Linked DNA regions of Sus scrofa: region 2 is linked to region 1. A link is a contact called in public promoter capture Hi-C data. All regions are on one chromosome and are shown on one strand. The core of a region is the stretch at or near the end of the contact, and the rest is flanking DNA. Distances in the headings are between cores, read along the strand shown.

Region 1 (5,975 bases), core at 2,604-5,103:
GACACAACCACAACAAAATACAAAATGTGTCTTAAACTTTTTTTTTTTTTTTTTTTTTGGTAAAATGTGAACAATTTAGGCTCAGAATGGTATGACTGAATTTACTTTTATTATATTCAACCCTGTTTGAATTTCTCAGACTTCGTACTATATCTCAACTCTCTAGGATCCGAACTTGTTTGTTCTTAGCCAAAAATAAGTGATCTTATTAAGAAGTTAAGTGCGTGCTTCTAAAATCTCATTACTGGCGTTGGAAATGACCTCCGGCCGTCTAGCCCAGTATTTATCCGACAGACCAGAGTTCATTAAAACAGTTCCATAGCTACTCGAATCAACAAAGAATGCTTCTGATACGTCTTCAAAACACGGATACGACCTAACTTATTTGAAGGGGAAACGACGTAGTCTGTTCTTGGCTCCTTTTGCCTAGTGGTTGCCAAGCAGATTCTTTTATTTATTTATCTATTTATTCTTTATCCATGTGACTAGGTGTTTGAGACAGTGCAGAGTACATAGGCAACTTTAGAAACAGGGTTTTAGTAGCTTATGTTCAAGTTCGTTTATTTCTTAGAAAGATAATATAGCCGTCCTGCTGGCAGGCCTGTCTTGAAAATGTGAGTCTGTTCCAGTGGAATTCATAGATGGGAAACCGTTTGAGTATCATGCCAGTTTCACGTTTATTGGCTCATGTACATTTGTATCCGTAGGAAATACTAGATGAATGCAGAAAACTGCGCTCAGCTGAAGCGGGACACCCCCCACCCCACCCCACTCCCCCCACTTATCCACCAGCCAGCCAGCTCGGTACCAGTTCTGAGCACACTCATCTGCATCTGACAAACAGCTCAATGTCTCTCTCTCTCTCTCTCTTTTTTTTTTTTTTTTTTTTTGGTCTTTGTGTCTTTTTAGGGCCACACTCGCAGAATATGGAGGTTCCCAGCTTAGGGGTCTAATCAGAGCTACAGCTGCTGGCCACAGCCACAGCCACGCCAGATCCAAGCCGTATCTGTGACCTACACCATAGCTCACAGCAACGCCGGATCCCTAACCCAGTGATTGAGGCCAGGGATCGAACCTGCAACCTCATGGTTCCTGGTCGGATTCGTTAACCACTGCGCCACAACGGGAGCTCCCTTACGTCTCATTTTTGATGGCCTTCCACCGATTCCCAGGGACCCCCAGACTGCCCCTTTCCCAATGCCCACTTCCAGGGGAGAGAGCTCAAGGGCTTTTTCAAGGTCAGGGGTCCTATTTGTTGTCATATTTATGAATTTCTTAACCACTGAATGGGTGAAAACTGTGCTACCATTAGTATTTGGTTCCTACCTTTCAAAAAAATGTGTCACTGATCAAGTTGGAGAGTGTTAGGCCCTAACCTCATTGTCCCTAAGCCCTGTGGCTTTTATTGTGGGATTTTAAATAGTGGGGAGACGTTAGGAGTGCCTATTTGGGATCACAGCACAGCTGACTCTACATACTCACCATACAGAAAATACTACAAATGCAGCACAGACTAAGCACCTTGCAACCAGTGTCATGGTCTCCCTCTCAGGCGCGTGACAGTGTCACATGTATTTTTAAACACTATTAATCCACTTAGGCTCAGGGCGTAGAGACAGTTTGTGAGGAATTTTACCATTTAGGGTGTCACAGAAACATGTTCTGACTCTAGTGTTAGACCTTTTATAAACATTGTTGTGACTTCTAAATCCCCTTTTAAGAATGTCTCATAAGTTACCATTTAGCCTTCAGGCACTTTTAAATTGGCGGCTTGTATACAGAGCCCTTGGACAGATCTCTTGTGATGCTTTTTGTGATTTCGAATACACGTTGTTTCCAGTGGACTCTCAGACACAGAATCCTAAGCCAGAGGCTGTGACGTTTGATCCATCTTGCTGAGCCGACTTCCGAGATGGCTGTGTTAATGTCCCTCCCCGCAGCACCTTGCAGGCGGAAGTGTGATAACGTTTCTGGGTTTCCACGGTGCTAAGACGACGGAGAAAATTCCCTTCGCCAGGGAAATTGTGAGTCCTGCTTTATCTGCAGAAGCAGATCTCCTGCTGTTGTTCTGTCGTGCTTCTGTTGACGTGCATTGTCCTTGGCCTCCCCCTGGCTTTATTTAAACCCCCTTCTAAAATGTCCAGATGGGAGTTCCCTGCTGCCGCTCGTAGGTTAAGGATCCGCAATGCCACAGCTGTGCCATAGGTCACAGCTTCTGCTTGGATTCGATCCCTGGCTGGGGAACTTCCATATGTCGCACATGCAACCAAAAATAATAAGTAAAATAAAACGGAATGTCCAAAGGTATTGGTATTCTGGTCCTTCCCAGTAATGTCCACGAGACAGAGGTCCATCTGCTCGTCCCGTAGGGAAGAAAGCATCACTGTGTGATGGAAAGAGGGGACCTGCCCTCTGCTCCTGAGCCTGCCAGGGGATGACTTGACAGGGGCAAGTCCGTTCCCCTGTTAGGACCTCAGCTGCGTTTTCTCAAAAATGGGCTTGACTCAGCGTTTTCTGAAACTATTCGAGCATCTCTAAAGACACGGTCTCAAGGAGCTCCCAGAGTAGAAGACGTGGTGAGAGGGTGAGGGGAAGAGAGGTGGAGGCAGGTGAAAAAAACGCCGGGGAGCAGCATTTTGTTATTTAAGAGAACATTGTTTTGTTGTTGTTGTTGGGTTGGTTTGTTTGTGGTTTTTAACTGAAGTATTGTTGATTTGCAATATCGTGTTAGTTTCTGCTGTGCAGCCAAGTGATTCACGGTCACACACACACACACACACACTCACTCTTTTTAAAAAATGCTCTTTTCCATTATGGTTTATCCCAGGACACTGGAAAGAGTTCCCTGTGCTCTGCAGTAGGATCTTGTTGTTTATCCATTCTATATGTAATTGTTTACATCTGCTCATCTCAGCCTCCCGCTCCACCCCCCTCCCCGCCCCCCGGCAACCACAAGTCTGTTCTCTATGTCCGTGAGTCTGTTTCTGTTTTGTAGATAGGTTCGTTTGTATCATATTTTAGGTTCCGCATATAAGTGATATCATATGGTATTTGTCTTTGTCTTATTTCACTTGATATAATCATCTCTGGGTCCACCCCTGTTTCTGCAAACGGCATTATTTCCTTCTTTTTTATCGTCTTCCACTGTGTGTCTGTGCCACACCTTCTTCATCCGCTCCTCGGTCGACAGACACTTAGGTTGCATCCGTGTCTTGGCTGTTATAAAGTGAGCTGCTATGAACATAGGAGTGTATCTTTTCAAATTATGGCTTTCTCTGGATTGATGCCCAGGAGCGGTATTGCTGGACCCCGGGGTATTTAGCTTTCTGAGCTTCCTCTGGACTGTTTCACACGGCGGCTGCACCAACTTACATTGCCAGCAACGGTATAGGAGGCTCCATTTAGGAGAACGTTATTTTTTAAAGCAGTATTTTATTATGAAATGTCTCATTAGATAGTAAAGTGAGAATTTTACAGTAAACACCCAGCTCCTCCTTGCCCAGGATTTATTCTTAACAGTTTCCTGTGCTTGTGTTATCATAGATTTTTCCAGCAATTTCTCCTCTAGGCAGAGTGGATTTGCTTCCGTTTCCATGGCCCCTCAGGGTGCGGTGACTCTCTCAGACACCCCAGGGCCCTGGGGAGCTCAGGCTGAGTGAGTCATGGAGACAGTTGGGCCCGGGCAGTTGGTAACCAGGCCGTCCTGGCTGCCCTGCTGAGCTGCTCTTCCTGCAGCTTCAGAGAGAAAAGCTTTGGCGAACATCGTGCACCAGCTGCGCTGCACAGTGTGAAATATAAAAAAAGAAGGAAACCGGATTAGAAGACAGAGCGCTGTTGATCCAAATGAGCAGAGTCCATCCAAGCCGTGTCCCGCAGCGGCGGCTCTAGGTGGCCTCGGTGCTGCCGTCACAGTAGGCGCTTGTTGGAACTTCCCTCGGGCCCGTTCCGCCCAAGACCCCGGGCTTCGTGGCTCAGCACAGACACGTACCAGCTGGATGAGTGGTGCTGTTCCTGCCCCTCCAAGCCCCCTCCCTCCCCCTTTCTCCCTTTAATTCCTGCTCTGGCTCCCGTCTCACGACCCACGAGCTCATGCGGGTGCAACATCAGAACCCTGTCTTCCCAGGATTTGCAGGTGTCTTGGGAGAGAGCCTGGCTGACGGTGCGTGGCTCTTGTCCCGCCGTGATCCCCAACTTCTCACCCGCACGTGCCGCGGGCGCGTTTCCTTCTCTGTAGAACGTGGCCAGGAATCTCCCCTTCTTGAGTGAGAAGGTTGTTGTGATGGAGGAAAACAAAATGAGATACTTAGGAATCCCAAACTCTCGTAAATGCATGAGTAATACATGGGGTAAAATGATCTGAAATGTTATTTTATCACACAGTCAGTCAAGTCGTAAGGCAAAAAGAAAGAAAAGAAAAGAAACAGCTGAAAGGAGAGGTGTTAAAGTGCTAGCATGCTAGAACTATGGACAGTGATCCCTTCCTCTTTCCGTTTCCAAAACTGTTGACACGGCGACACGGCCTTCATCGTGAAAAAGAACATTAAGACTAAGCAGCTGTTGCTCTCATCATTTCAGGACAAAAAAGCAAGAAACACTTTTTATAACAGATATTGAAGGGGGACGTCATCAGTCATTTGGGGGAGAAACTAAAGTACAGAAAGGAACCTTGTTTGCCTCCTCGTAGCAGGGACTGCAGATGGTGCCTTCCAGAGCTAGGAACGTGTGTTGACTGTGCGTGCCCGGGTCAGAGCCCGAGCCCCACAGCCGTGCTGAGGGCCCGGGACCGTCACTCAGGCTAGGAGGCTTTGTCACGTTCAGCTGCTAGAAGACTTGGGACGTTAGAGTCACTGCGGGTTAGTTAACCTGCTGACTCCTGTCGCCCGCACTTTCCAGGCTGGATTGCTGGCATCTCCCAGAACGGAATCCCCATGGCCCTGCTCCTGTGAGTGGGAGGGTGGGAGGAGTGTGAAAGCCAGAGACCCATCCGAGGTGTTCAGAGCCGAGAGTGTGAAAGCCAGAGACCGGTGGGGCAGGCGTCATTGACATTCTGGAGTGTGCTCTTCAGAAGTTCTGTGTTGCCTCCCTCCCCCCAGTATCTTTCCCAAGGGATTGGATTTACATCAGAATTTTGCTTCCAGTCTAGTTTCCTGCATTAAAGTTTCAGAAGTTGCTAGTTGTGAAAAATGAGCCTCTTAAAGGTCATGGCTGGTGTGATGGAGAGAGGGAGAGAGTCGCAGGAAGAGCTGGCAGGGCACAGCCCCGGAAGAGGGCAGTGACTCGCCTGATCCGCCTCGTGTCACCTGTGGACATCAGGCTCTGGGCCTTGGTGGCATCTCTGGGCTGTCTGCTCTGGAGGGCTCTGGGGCTGTGAGCCTCAGCTGTGCGTGGGGAGGCTGGATGCTTGGTCTCTCCACTCAGAAATGGGACCAGCATAACCTCATAATGAAAACCATTCATTATCTCATGTCTCTGAGATAATGAGATGGATTGAGCTGGGGAAAGATGTGATTCCCTTCCCACCTCCGTCCACCCACTGACGACAAACCCACAGGAACGTTGCATAAAATATAACAAGCCCCACAACAAAAACAAGTGTGCCCAGCCAGAGTCCAAAGAAAGGAGTTCTGTCTGCTGGAGCAGGAAGTGGTACCCACAGGAGGGAGGATTGCAGGCGCAAGGCTGGGCTTCCGGGATGCAGCCGGTGTTGGCCGGGAGAGGCAGAACTACGGCCCTGACGTCTTCCAGCTGCCTTGACAAACCCATGCTCTTTGGCCCCCTGGCTCACCTTCCGGGCTCAGGAAAAGGTGGTGAGGAAGATGGATTTTGGACAAAAGAAAAAAAACTACCCCCCCCAAAAAATTAAAACTGCAGCTCTGAGCTGTATGTTTTTTGCTTTGGGCCACTCCTGAGGCATTCGGAAGTTCCCAGGCCAGGGACAGACCCTGAGCCACAGCAGCTACCTAGCCGCTGCAGTG
Region 2 (5,367 bases), core at 462-2,961, 420 kb before region 1:
GGCTGCAGTGCGCGCCTCTGCCCGACAGGGACCAGCACAGCTCCACGCGCCGCGCCCGCCGGGCCGCCCGCCCGAGCCCCGGCTGCCCGCCCGCGAAGCCGGTCTGCGAGCGAGCAGACGCCCCGCGGCCTCCGCCCCCACCCGTCCCCATCTGGGCAGCAGAGGCTGCTCTGGGAGCTGGTCCCGGGGCGGCGGCGGCGACCGGCGGGGCGCAGACGCTCCCGGACCCGAGCGGAAGCGCCGGCGGGATTCGCCTGGGACGGGGCCGCAGTCAGAGGCTGCGCGCTTCCCGCAGCACCGTCCCGGTCGCTGCGCCCCACGCCCGCCCCTTCTTTGAGGAGGGACCGCCAGGTTCGGTCTAGGGCGCTGGGGCCCCTGACCCGCCAGAGCGCTTCCAGAAGTTTCTCCGGGCGGTGGGGAGCGCGGCGCGCGGCGCACCCGGCACCGCGCTGAGGGCCAGCGCCGCGCGGCCGAGGCGGGCCCCCCCGGCCCCGGGGTGCCAGGCTGGGCCCTGTCACCGCCCCCAGCACGTGCCGCGTCCCCTCCTCTCCCCGTCGCGCGGCCCGGCCCGGCCGTGCCGGGGAAACTCACCGGTACCAGGCGAGGCCCTTGTCGTAGCTGCGGTCGAAGAAGTGGGGCTCGGCGCCCACGGCGCGCACGTCGGGGTGCACGCGCAGGAACTCGAGCAGCGCCCGCGTGCCGCCCTTCTTCACGCCGATGATGATGGCCTGCGGCAGCTGCTTGCTCCCGGACCCGCTGAAGAAGGTGGAGATGGAGCTGGGGGCGTCCGGCGCCTCAGGACTCCGCTCCTCTTGGCTCGCGGCGCCCTCGGCCGTCTCCCCGCCGGCCGCCAGCGGGGTGGCAAGCGCCGCCGGGAGCCGCTGCCTCGGGGGAGGCCCGACGGAGCCCGCGGCCAGCGCCGGCGGGGCGTGGGCGGCGCGGGACCCCGAGCCCAGCAGCAGCAGCCCCGGCGCGGCGGCGCACGAGCCGGCGCACGAGTACAGGAACATGTAGAGCCAGACGCAGAGCATGGCGAAGAGCAGCGCGAGCTTCCTCCTCACCGGCGGCGGGGGCGGCGGCGGCTGCTGCTGCAGGAGCCGGCCGGGGACATCGAGGCAGGATCGGCCGCCGCTCAGGCGCTGCCCCATGCGCTGCCCGCGGGCGCGGCGAGGGGCATGGCTCAGCACATGGCGCGGGTCCCGCCGGAGCAGTGAGCGCAGAGAGGGTTCCCTGGACGCCGGGTGGTTGGGCTTATTGCCCCCGCGCGCCCGCGGCCGCCGCTGCTGCTGCTGCTTCTGCGGCTGCTCTTCCCCAGGTGGCGGCGGCAGCTGTAGCGGCGGCGGCTTTTGACATGTTGCCCTGAGGAGCCGCAACTGGAACGAAAGTCGGGCGGCGGCGGCAACTGCTGGCCGGGGGCTGCTCCTGTGGCGCGACGCCGCGCTCGGGGCCAGCAGAGCACCGCACCCCCGCGCCCTGGCCCCTCCACACGGTGCGCAGCGCACGGCCGCTCGCCGGGGCTGCCTCCTCGCGGTCCAGAGAACTGAGCCCTGAGCGCAGCCCCGGCGCTTCCCCGCGGAGGCTGAGAAGAACTGCGCAGGAAGAGAGCCGCGGACCGAGGCAGAGTGGGCGGGCCCGGCCACCTGGAGTGACAGGTCTCTCCACCTACCAGAACCCCGGAGCGCCATGCAAATCCAGCAGCTTCGCTGAGGGTAAGGCAGCCAACCAGCTCCCAGAACGTGGGGGTGTGGAAAGGGTTTGGGGCGGTGGAAAGCAGTCAGGGGTTTCTATTGGCTGAGAGGTAAGGGGGGCTCAGAGGGGCGGAGCCAGAGGCTGGTGACAGCAGCAGCTGGTAGGAAGGATGCAAGAGACCCAGCGCCGGGAGATCACCGACCCTCCGGGCGCTGCGCTCCAGGTCCTGAACTCACTTCCGCGCTCGCTCCCCAGGAGCTAGTCTTGGATGCAGTTGCCCGTGTGTGGGGATGTGAGTCCCCATCCAGATGTTTCACGGGCGGAATCGTGGTGTGCCTGTTAGAAATAGGAAGGACAGTGGAGGAGCGAGAGGCGGGCCGGAGATGCCCGCCCACTCCACGCCCGGACTCCAAGGGGGGCCCTTCCGGGACTGGCACCGGTTTAGGACGTTTAAGTGGAAATCCCTGTCAGCTTGCTTGCTTTATTTATTTATTTATTTATTTCCTTCTTGTTCTTTGCCAGGAGTTGATCTCCATCTCCTTCTCCCTCTCTCGCTGCCTGTTAAAGGCGGTCGGTGTTAACTATCTTTAGAAAAAATTCTTCTCTCGCTTCCCAAACTCCTGAGGAAAGAGAGGTCGGGAGACATCAACACAGGGGTAAAGGCTGGGGAAAAGTTTTCTGGTCGAAAAGTGAGTGTGAGAGTCACGTGTAGAAAGTTTGGTCCGGATACGTGTGTGTTGGAGACGTGAGGTGAAAACAATGCTCCCACACCCTTCCCCTGAATAAATATCAAAGCCAACATTCACCTTCATTTAGGAGATGGTTTGATTTGCAGGACCTGTTACACGAATTATTAGGTGGTGTTTTTTCCCAGCGGTGTTGTTTTCTAAGTCAAACGTCAAGCCCAGAGCAAATCGATCCTTGAGTGGCACTTAACAAAGTCCACTCCAAGCCGCTCTCCCGGTTCTCCTCCGCAAAGTGACCCGCCCTAGTGTGGCGGGGGCTGCATTCTTGCCCCGCGTTCCGGTAGGAAGCTCCGGTGCTCAAACTCACCCCGGTGGCACTCAGGAAGCTCTAGATGCCGGCCCCCCGGACTCGGCCCGGCCAGCGGGCCTCCCACGCCAGGCCCCGTGCGGCTCCGGGACAAAACGATCCTTCCGATCCCGACCCCCGCGCGGCCCCCGGCTGAGCGCAGCCCCGGCTGCCTTCCCCAGTTCGCGCGGGCGGACGGCGGAACCGCCGAGCCCCGGTCCCCCTGCCGTGCTGTCCCTGTGCACCTCGCTCTCCTCCCGAGGAAGTGTCCCAAGTCCCCGCCCGGGTCCAGCCCCTCTCGGCTGGGTACACACCGAGAAAGCCCGTCGGCCCGGAGCACCTCAGGCTCGAAAGCGTGCGGGGAGATCGGGGGCCGAGACCCGGGATCGTTAGGGTGGCCCTGCGTCCTCCACGGGGTCCCCGCGCCAGCTGTGCTCCGCAGGACCTCCTTGCAGCGCCTGAGCCTAAGACTTTTCCTACAGAGTGGCTGAGGAGAAGTAATTTAGGGAGCAGATTTCAATCTCTTCCAGCTATATTTACGGAGAGAAGTTCTTTCCAGCAGGCTTCCCTCTTCTTCAGAAGCGACTTATTCACCCTTAGTTTTTAATTAAATTATTATTAATTTATTTTAAACTTCTAAAGCATGACAACACATTTCTGAGTATTAACTTGACTGTTGTTTGGTTTGTTTGTTTTGGAAAAGTGAGAAAGAAAATGCTAGTGTCTCTTAAGGGTTTCTTCAAATTCACCTTATTTCGGGGGGAAGTGAAGTCACAGTCTCCGATCTTGAGGCAGCTTTGAGTTTCTTGACTTCTGTGGATTTGAGGGGAGAGTGGTGGTGGTTTGTGATTTGCGCGCATTCAGGCGAATTGTAGCTCCCATGCGGCTTAACTTGGGGCCTGCTGGGTATGAGTTTAAAAAAAAAAAAAGGATAATAAAAATGGCCCCTGTCCCTGAGGTTAGCAAAGTTCAGGGATAAAAAAACAATTTTTTTTTTTTTTTTTCAGAGCTTGTCGGCCGGATATATTTAGGCCTTTTTTTCCGGGGGTGCGGAGGGAGGGAGGGAGGGATTGAGAGCAAAGGCGTGGGCGTAGGAAACCGGCGAGGGAGTTCCGCTGAGGCCAGAGCCCCCAGGCCAAGTGGCCGCCAAGTCCACCGAGCGATGGGCAGCACGCAGAGCTGGGTTCTGCCGCCCGAGGTCCGCCGTGACCCGGGTCTGAGCCGCACCGTTAAGCAAGGCTGGGCGGACCTGGCCTTGCCCCCCACTCGGCTGGTCCGCCCGCTGCGCTCGGGAGCCCAAACACGCGCCCCGAAATGCCTAGATGCGGGGGCCGCTTCAGGCTCGGCCCTAGGACAAAGCCATCTCCCGCTTCTTCCCATTCTGCGGATGCGGAAGGCGAGGTCAACCTGCACGGGGCCGGGGGCGGGGCTGACCGGGAGCCCAGTTTGAGCCCCCCCCCCCCTTAACCACTGCTCAGTAGTACGGGGTGCGCCACTGGGGGAGCCTGGCCTCAGCAAAACGCGGCCACCCAGACGAGGAAGGTTTCCTCGGATAAACTCATTCAAAAGCTTTGCCGTCGGGAAACCTAGAAAGGAGCACACCCCGGAGGTTTGCGCTTTCTTTTGGTTGGTCTGTCGCGCTTGCCTAGTGGCCTCTGACCGTCTAACGTGGAGGGAGCCGGTCTCCCTTAGAAACGCACAGGCCGCCCCAGAAGCCCTCTCCTGTCCCTCTTTTCCTAGATCCTGCTGCCTGCCACCCACTGTGCGACCCCACTCTCTCTGGCCCTAAAATTTTCCAGCTGTAAAGTTGGGGGGGTCCTGAGCCGAAAGACCCCCCCACCCCCGATCGTTTCCTCCTCTGGAAGAAGGATCTCTGGTCCGGGCCTCCAGCCCCTGCCACTCCCCACCCCCACCCCCATCCCGGGGCCAGGCCCACCTCTGCTGTCGCAGAGGCCGACTTCCTGGGCCGCCTAAGCCTGTGGCCCGGCGGAGCTCGGGTTCCTGTCACCGGAACTCTTGTCCCTCCCCCACCCCCACCAGCGTAGAGGCCTCCCCAAGCCGGCTGCGCCCAGATACCCGCCCGCAGGGGGGCGCTCCGACGGCTGCGGGGGCGGGGGACGGGGATCGAGGGTCCCCAGCGCCCAGGGGAGGGGGCCTGCCCCCAGCGCGCCTCGGAACCATGCGGCTGTTCGGGTCTGCACCCCCCCACACCCCGCCCCCGTCCAGGTGGCTGCGGAGAGCTGCTGGCTGGAGGAGGGCATTTGCCGGGAGGCCAGGGCTAGGGCTGTGGCTGGTCTAGCACACAGGGGATCAGAAATCCCTTGTAAGAGCGGTCGCAGGGCTCCACCGAGAGGAACCAGGCTGCGTTCCAGCTGCGCCGCCTCGGGGACCCTGTATCCACCAGGCTCGGTTGGACCCACCGCCCTGGTGCGCTGGGGCTCTGGGCAGCGCAATGTCACAGGAGTCCTCCGCACATCACAGAAGAGGGACGACTGCTCTTGTCTTAGGGGTAAAATAAGTTTGGTACCCAGATGGGTTTGGTAGCCGGTGTCTGGAAGAGTCAAGGTCATAGGCCGACTCCCTAGCCCAGGTAGCCCGCTTGCTCTGCCGCAGATTCCCTGGCAGGCTTGGAGGGAGGCCTTCTGG

Evidence for each region. Promoter capture Hi-C pulls out the DNA fragments that hold promoters and counts their contacts.
Region 2: a promoter capture Hi-C map of fetal skeletal muscle shows a contact between it and region 1, with 6 times the contacts expected there. The contact joins the promoter of HS3ST3B1 here to the enhancer-like site in region 1.

Annotation. Positions count from the first base shown.
Region 1 is chr12:57,708,484-57,714,458 of Sscrofa11.1, reverse strand. All of the region lies in intron 2 of HS3ST3A1 (heparan sulfate glucosamine 3-O-sulfotransferase 3A1), which reads left to right. Among named protein-coding and RNA genes, the nearest start is that of HS3ST3A1, 19 kb to the left of the region's middle. Within about 2 kb of position 3,853, at least 1 of the 83 cell types and tissues checked has an H3K27ac peak or open chromatin away from gene starts, as enhancers often do. A contact at or near this core is called in fetal skeletal muscle, where this site is marked.
Region 2 is chr12:58,122,821-58,128,187 of Sscrofa11.1, reverse strand. It overlaps HS3ST3B1 (heparan sulfate glucosamine 3-O-sulfotransferase 3B1), which reads right to left and starts at 1,711. Exons shown (of 2, transcript XM_003483118.4): 1 at 592-1,711. The coding sequence starts at 1,685. LOC106505533 (a long non-coding RNA gene) reads left to right here and starts at 1,823. Exons shown (of 2, transcript XR_001300053.2): 1 at 1,823-1,981.